Linked DNA regions of Mus musculus: region 2 is linked to region 1. A link is a contact called in public Hi-C data. All regions are on one chromosome and are shown on one strand. Each heading gives the region's core, a stretch centred on a gene start, on an enhancer-like site or on the middle of the called end of the contact. The rest is flanking DNA. Distances are from core to core; before and after follow the strand shown. Region 1 overlaps Lpp (LIM domain containing preferred translocation partner in lipoma). Region 2 overlaps Lpp (LIM domain containing preferred translocation partner in lipoma).

What was found. Hi-C and Micro-C count contacts between places; a contact is called where the count stands out from the background.
Region 2: a contact with region 1 is called in a Hi-C map of epidermal suprabasal cells, with 2.3 times the contacts expected there. The contact joins two enhancer-like sites. A contact is called at or near these places in 2 of 484 Hi-C or Micro-C datasets (brown adipocytes and epidermal suprabasal cells).

Annotation. Positions count from the first base shown.
Region 1 is chr16:24,779,413-24,782,553 of GRCm38.p6, reverse strand. The region is part of intron 8 of Lpp (LIM domain containing preferred translocation partner in lipoma); the gene reads right to left. Among named protein-coding and RNA genes, the nearest start is that of Mir28a, 47 kb to the left of the region's middle. Within about 2 kb of position 1,818, at least 10 of the 459 cell types and tissues checked have an H3K27ac peak or open chromatin away from gene starts, as enhancers often do. A contact at or near this core is called in epidermal suprabasal cells, where this site is marked.
Region 2 is chr16:24,946,585-24,949,936 of GRCm38.p6, reverse strand. The region is part of intron 10 of Lpp (LIM domain containing preferred translocation partner in lipoma); the gene reads right to left. Among named protein-coding and RNA genes, the nearest start is that of Gm52245, 6.9 kb to the right of the region's middle. Within about 2 kb of position 1,501, at least 21 of the 459 cell types and tissues checked have an H3K27ac peak or open chromatin away from gene starts, as enhancers often do. A contact at or near this core is called in epidermal suprabasal cells, where this site is marked.

The DNA.
Region 1 (3,141 bases), core at 569-3,068:
CCTTGCTGGGTTCGTACAAGAAAGGATGTTGCTACTGGCACAGCAGAGTCTCACAGAACATATAATGAAGCCACAATACAATGGGATGCTTACACTGCTGCTACTATTAGGCCACTTCCATTCAGTAGGGCTAACTAAGGACTTGTTTGTCCTTTGGTGTTTCAAGGTCTATTAACTCTGTGTTGAACACAACATGCCTCAGTTTGTTTTCCCACCTGTGCTCGTCTCTCTCCCCAAAGACTACAATTTGATATTTACGAAATTAGACAGGAATGCTGTATAATCTTCCATTCCTCAAAATTATATAAAATTATTCAGAGGACAAAAGAATAATGTACACTTCAAATCATGTGCCCTTTTCTTTAACCACTTCCAACAGACAGTGTCTCCTCTCTCTCTCCTCCCCCTCTCTTATCTGGCTAGAGAACACAATGTACTTTGGAGATAATTGACTGTGGAATATGACGATGTTTATTTAAAAACAGGTCACACCGACTGCACTGTGAGAGTCTTCCTTTATCCCCACACTGATTCTCATCTAAGGGAAAGGCATAGCTCTGTGTGCTGCAAATCAGCAATGTGGCCCTTAATTACTTCCTTAGATGTCACCTGCTGGGACAAACCCACCACAAACATGCCCTCATCTCTGGAGATCCTTGAGTTGTGGAAAACTCACACCAGATTACTCATTTAGAATAAACTGTAATGAGCAGAAGCCTATGTATATATAATGTTAACAGTATGGGCAAATACTTCAAGAACACCACAATATAGCTTACTTGCTCAGGAATAACACAAATCCCAGAAATTTATGTGTGGGAAGTGTGATTCTAAAAATCTGTTATTAGTCTTTATTATGGTATAGAAAACAATTCTGTTCTTTCCTTGAGGTCAGAGTTTCTTCTCCTGCCTTGGCAGGGTTCTGTTATTTTGACTAATACATGTCAGAAGAAAATAGAATAGCATATAAGAAATACATGGAAAGCCAATGGCAACATGCATTGGCTGGTCATCCTATGCCAACGACTTAAGTTAGAAGGGGCATACCTGTATCCCAGAGGTAGGTCTGACTTAAATTCTTTGCGTGTCTGTGATTTTCAGCATAACAGTCTATTCCTAACACTATAAAATATTCAGCTTTCATTTCTGAGTCTCTTCCAGATCCTCGGTATAACAAGTGGCTCTGAAGATATACTGAGCCTAAAAAACACAACAAATCTACCATCCCAACCACCCAACAAACAAACCAAGCAAACAACCAACCAGCCATCCAAACAACCACTTAAACAAAAACAGGATCTTCACTTAAAGGCAACTTCCTATGCAATCCCCATTCCACACTTGAAGTAGCTTTCCTGTATCCTAGACAAGTGTCCCCTCTCTTCCCACCAACCCCCACCTGCCTTCTCTCTCTGCCCCACCAGCACCAGCCTGGCCACTGAAATCTCTTTAGTTCTGAACTCAAGTCAGGAATTAGCATTCACTTCAACACTTACTAAGAACCTATTGTGTCTTTTGAGAGACATGAGGAAATGAATGTTCATCATTTCAAGTGAAGACTACATCATTTCTCCACACCCCAGGATATCGTCTCATTTCTCACTGTAACAAGTTACAAAACACAGAACTTCTGGATCTGGTAAATAGAATGCTGATTTGCTGGGGCAATTTCCAACCTCACCCCACCCTGCAAAGAGACAGAGCCTCTTTGATACTCATACAAAATTATCTGTATTTCCCTTGTGCTTGTACACATAACTCTACATGGTTCAGAACACCCTGTCTGGGCACGTCAAAATAATCTGGCAAAGCCTGTTCTCACATTATTTGTGGGAAGAGTAGAACCAAACGTCCTGGTGAGCTCTCGAGAACAAGCTGTCTTATGAGAGTTATAGTCTACAATTCCAATGAAAGGGGATTAGAGACAAACGCAAAGCTCAGTGCTGACACCGCTGTAACCACACTCCCCTATAGTGCCCGTACAATGGACTAGAAACAGCACGAAAAACCAAGCCTCCCTAATAGCTCAGAGTGTAGGGATGAGGCTGTTCCTGCAAGCTTAGAGATGGCACATGCTTGCTCTTTCTCCATCCAGTTGTCAGTGGACTCAACTCACTCAGAATCTCTAACCTAAGCAGAGAGAACACTTGGATCTAGGATGCCTTCAACAACAGACACAGATGATTTCTGACTCAGTGCTCTGTATGTCATAGGTTGGGTGGAAGGAGCACCAAGCACTGCTCGAGGTGGCAGAATCTAAGGGAATATTACTGCCTCTGCTCTAGTCTATCCTATCTCCCACACCTAGGAGTTCTTATGTAAATGATCCAAAAGTTAATTTCTCCACATATTTCTTTTCCCACCATCTTTGATGGCTGGCTCCACATCTTCTGCTTTTTATCTACCACATAAGGAAAACGACCAGCATATAAGTGGCTATGAGTGTCCATGGACGAAATCAGGAAAGTAAGGGATAAAAAGCATACTGTACATAAGCGTTATCTCTTCAGTGATAATGTTAAGAATGACTAAAAAAATTTCAGGATGGCCTCTTGAATTCCTGAGAAAATGGATTCAAATCTAAAATGGAGCTGAATCTGAAGCATTAAGTGTTTCCTGGTACTGGCTTTTTATTATGGACTATATGACCATGTATTTTATATGGAGCACTTCTATCCAGCCTTTGCGTAGGTCCTCTGAAGCTATATCGTGGTTGAAGTGGGTAGTGTTCTCTTCTAGACTAATCAAACTAGGAAGCTTATTTGACATTTCCACCACAGAGTCAGTAAGCTGTGTGAGGAACCATGCAAAATATGGGATCCAAAGGCTAAACGCTGGCCAGGCATGGTGGTGTACACCTTTAATCAAGATATTTGAGAGGCAGAGACAGTCAGATTTCGGTGAGTTGGAGGCCAGCCTGATCTACAGAGTGGGTTCCAGGATGCCAGGACAGCTAGGACTGTTACACAGAGAAACAGTGTCAAAAAAAAAAAAAAAAAAAGTCAAAAACCTTCAAATTAATGCTCAAGACCAAAATAAAAAAAGCAACCAGAAAAAGTGTTACAGTCTACCATCTTCAAGGATGCACCCACCAAAGATAGATCTGCAAGACAGAGCGGCAAACATACAGCAATGATATGC
Region 2 (3,352 bases), core at 252-2,751, 170 kb before region 1:
TATAAAGATGGGGCAGAAGGCTGGTGCTGGAATATTAAAAGTCGTCTGACTGATGGGTACCTTCCTGCAGCCATGTTGCCTGTCCTTTTTCCACTGACATCTTGGTGAGACTTTCCTTATGTTAACAGAGCGTCTTTTGGGGGTACCTCTGCTACCACGGGCAGGGTACATCCTACGCTGGTTCCTCACTAGCTATGACCTCGTGAGCTACCATAGCTAGTGCTGGATTCGCTCTGCCTCCTTTGGGATAGTTTCAGTATATAAATTGTTAACCTGTATATCTGTTTTCAGATGAGAGAAGGAAGCACAGAAAATACTCAGAAGTAGGTGGGGATTAGCCTTGCCAGAAACTCTTCCTAGGATACTTGGTTCGACATGTCTCCCGGGGCTCAGTTGCCTCATCTGCAAACTGGGAAGGATAAGTGAATCTGTCATACTCTATGAACTGTGGTGCCCATTCATCTGTGACTTGGGAGCTATTGGCACAGAGTTCTACTGATTACACAAATCCTCTTACTGACAGCCATGACAAGAACTAGGCTGTTGTATCTGACTTATGGGAAATGGAACCCAAGCACAGTCACTCGCTTTGGGAGTCAGTAACTAGAGAAGCCTCTCTTTCCCTGAGACAAGCAAATGACCACTAGAAACCTTGGATAAAACCTAGGTTTAATGATGATATAATTATCGTATTATCTGTTGCTACCATTTACTATTACTAAAACATGAATCATACTGACAACAGAATAGGCCCTGTGCACAGAATGCCAAGAACCACACTGGGTGTAGGGAACTTTTATAGGGGATCAAATACTTGGGGCTACAGGAACCACTGGATGGATGGCTATGAAAAAAATTTCATGTAAGTTTGTACAACATCTTGCCTTCACCAATAAGACTTGTATTGTTTCATCCCAAAGGAAGCAAAACAAATCTTCAGTACAACAGGGAAACATTTAGCACTGATGGGAAATAGTCCTTGAAAGACACATTTTAAAAAACACACTTGTCTCTTTCAAGTAAGGAGAATCTAAACATACGAGCAGTCTAATTAAAAGGGTTAGAGAGCAGGGATATCCTTGAACAGGTTCGTTATACTCTCACCCTGCATCTTCTTGTGCTCCTGGGAATTCATTTAATTCTCTATGGGTTATGATTACAGAAAAGACCAAAAAAAAAAAAAAAAAAAAAAAAGAAAAAGAAAAAGAAAAGAAACTGGGGGCTCATGTGGAGTGCAGAGTGGCTGGATTTGTAAGTGAAGACATTTTGCTCAATGGAATCTTTCCTCAGTTATCTGCCAAGGCTCTAGCAGCCCTTCAAGAGCATAGAAACATGTTCAAACGGGTTTTGCCTGCAGACAGAGGGACGCTAATTGCTTTTCTCAGATTCTCTTGAACCTTCTTGCAGGCAGAAGCATAAAAATAGCCAAGCTGTGTACACTGCCTCTAGGATCCAACCCTCCACCTGCAAAGAGGAATTCATGTTTCAACTTTTGTCTCTTCCACAGGTTTGCTTTGGAGCCTAATTACCAACTAAGTTTGATGACAACATAACTGGCTCCAGGGGCTTCTTGTTCCTACCAAACAAAACAAAAAACAAATTCCTGAAGCAAGTCCTGCAGGTTCCACTGGGAACCCTGAGCTACTGATGCAACTCCAGCTGGGGGTGCTTCCCTCCCTGCCTTCAGTCAGCAGGTCCCTGGAGAGGCTGCCTCCATCGAAGTGGACCAGTTTCAACAAATATTTACTGACAAATGGCTATTATTTTAATAATAATAATTTGCAATCATTTGTTGATTCACAGCCAACAAACATGCTCATGGATGCTATCTCACTTGATGAGCATAATTCCACGAGGAAAGTACATAAAACAGGGCTCATTAGCTTAGTTAAACAGATGAACGTTTATACTGCTGGCAATAGTAAACTTGGGGTGTGAGATCTAGTGCTATCGACCTGTTACTTGCCTTTTTCTTCAGTCCGCTTTCCAAGAGGCAGCCCAGCTCTGTTAGAAAAGCACTTGCAACAGTCCAGAGACAAAGGATGAGGTGCCCTTCACCAGTCTATCTGTCAATCATGGGTAAATCACACACTGCCTTTGAGGAATGCACTATCTTCAACATAGCAGTTCTGGACAACATGCAGACCTGTTTAACACAGAAATGAATGTCCTGTGGTAGCTCCTTGCCAATGGAGGTGGTTCTGTAGAACCTTAAAAACTACCCATACTGTACACAGGAAGCTATAAAGGAAGTACTTTATCAGATCACAGGCTGTTCAGAACAGACTTTATTTAGAATGAATCAACCGCAGCTTTTGATACCTGCCTAACCATCTCACTGGATTTAGATAATGTAAATCTGTTATCTTACAGCTTCTAGGGGCTTCTTTGGGTCTTTGAGATACATTCTTAAGATATTTAGACTATTAGCACAATGTATTACCCAACAGGTATACAATTCGGAGCCAAGACTTTTTGCTGGCTAACAACCAAAGGCCCATCTTTGGTTCCAGAGCCAACTCATCTTGCCTGGTGAGTTTCTCTCTCTTCAGTCTACTGAGATGGATCCTAATATAATGTAATGTGCTCATGATTAAGTTACATCTCTACACATTCATGTTCTGGGCATTGGAAGCAAATTCAGGTCTACCTGGCACTCACAGAGAACAGCTATAATAAAGTCAAGTCACCCACAAGGACAGATCACTGCAATTGCCTTAGGGCATTGGTTCTTAGCCTGTGGGCCACAACCCCTTTGGGGTTCCAATGACCCATTCAGAGGGATCATCTAAGAGCATCAGAAAACACATATTTGCATTACTACATAACTGCAGGAAAACTGCAGTTTTGAAGTACCATTGAAAATAATTTTAAGGTTGGGGTCACCACATCATGAGGAACTTTATTAAAGGGTCACAGCATTAGGAAGGCTGAGAACTACCATCTTAGAGCCTGTCCTCTACAACAATTGATATAGAAAGCTTGTAGAACAAGGTCCTTTCAACTTGCTTTTTCAGTCTCTCAGAATAAACACTATTCCTATTCACTTACTGGAACCTCACCAAAAATCTAGGAGACATATATTAGGTGCCATCTTTGTGAGACCCCTCTTGGTTTAAATGCATATTTAGCAGTACATATACAGATGGTGAATGCTTATTAGCCCTCAAGGTCCCCAGTAGCCATCTTATGATCTGTATGAAGAAATATGTAGCTTTATATGTTATGCAAGAGAGGGAGGCATTACTAACTCATCACAGAGGGAATTGGAGGGCATCAGTTCTTATGTAAACTTACTGTCTGACCTTGGGTGAATCATATCTAGAATATTATAATTTCGAATTTAGTTCAA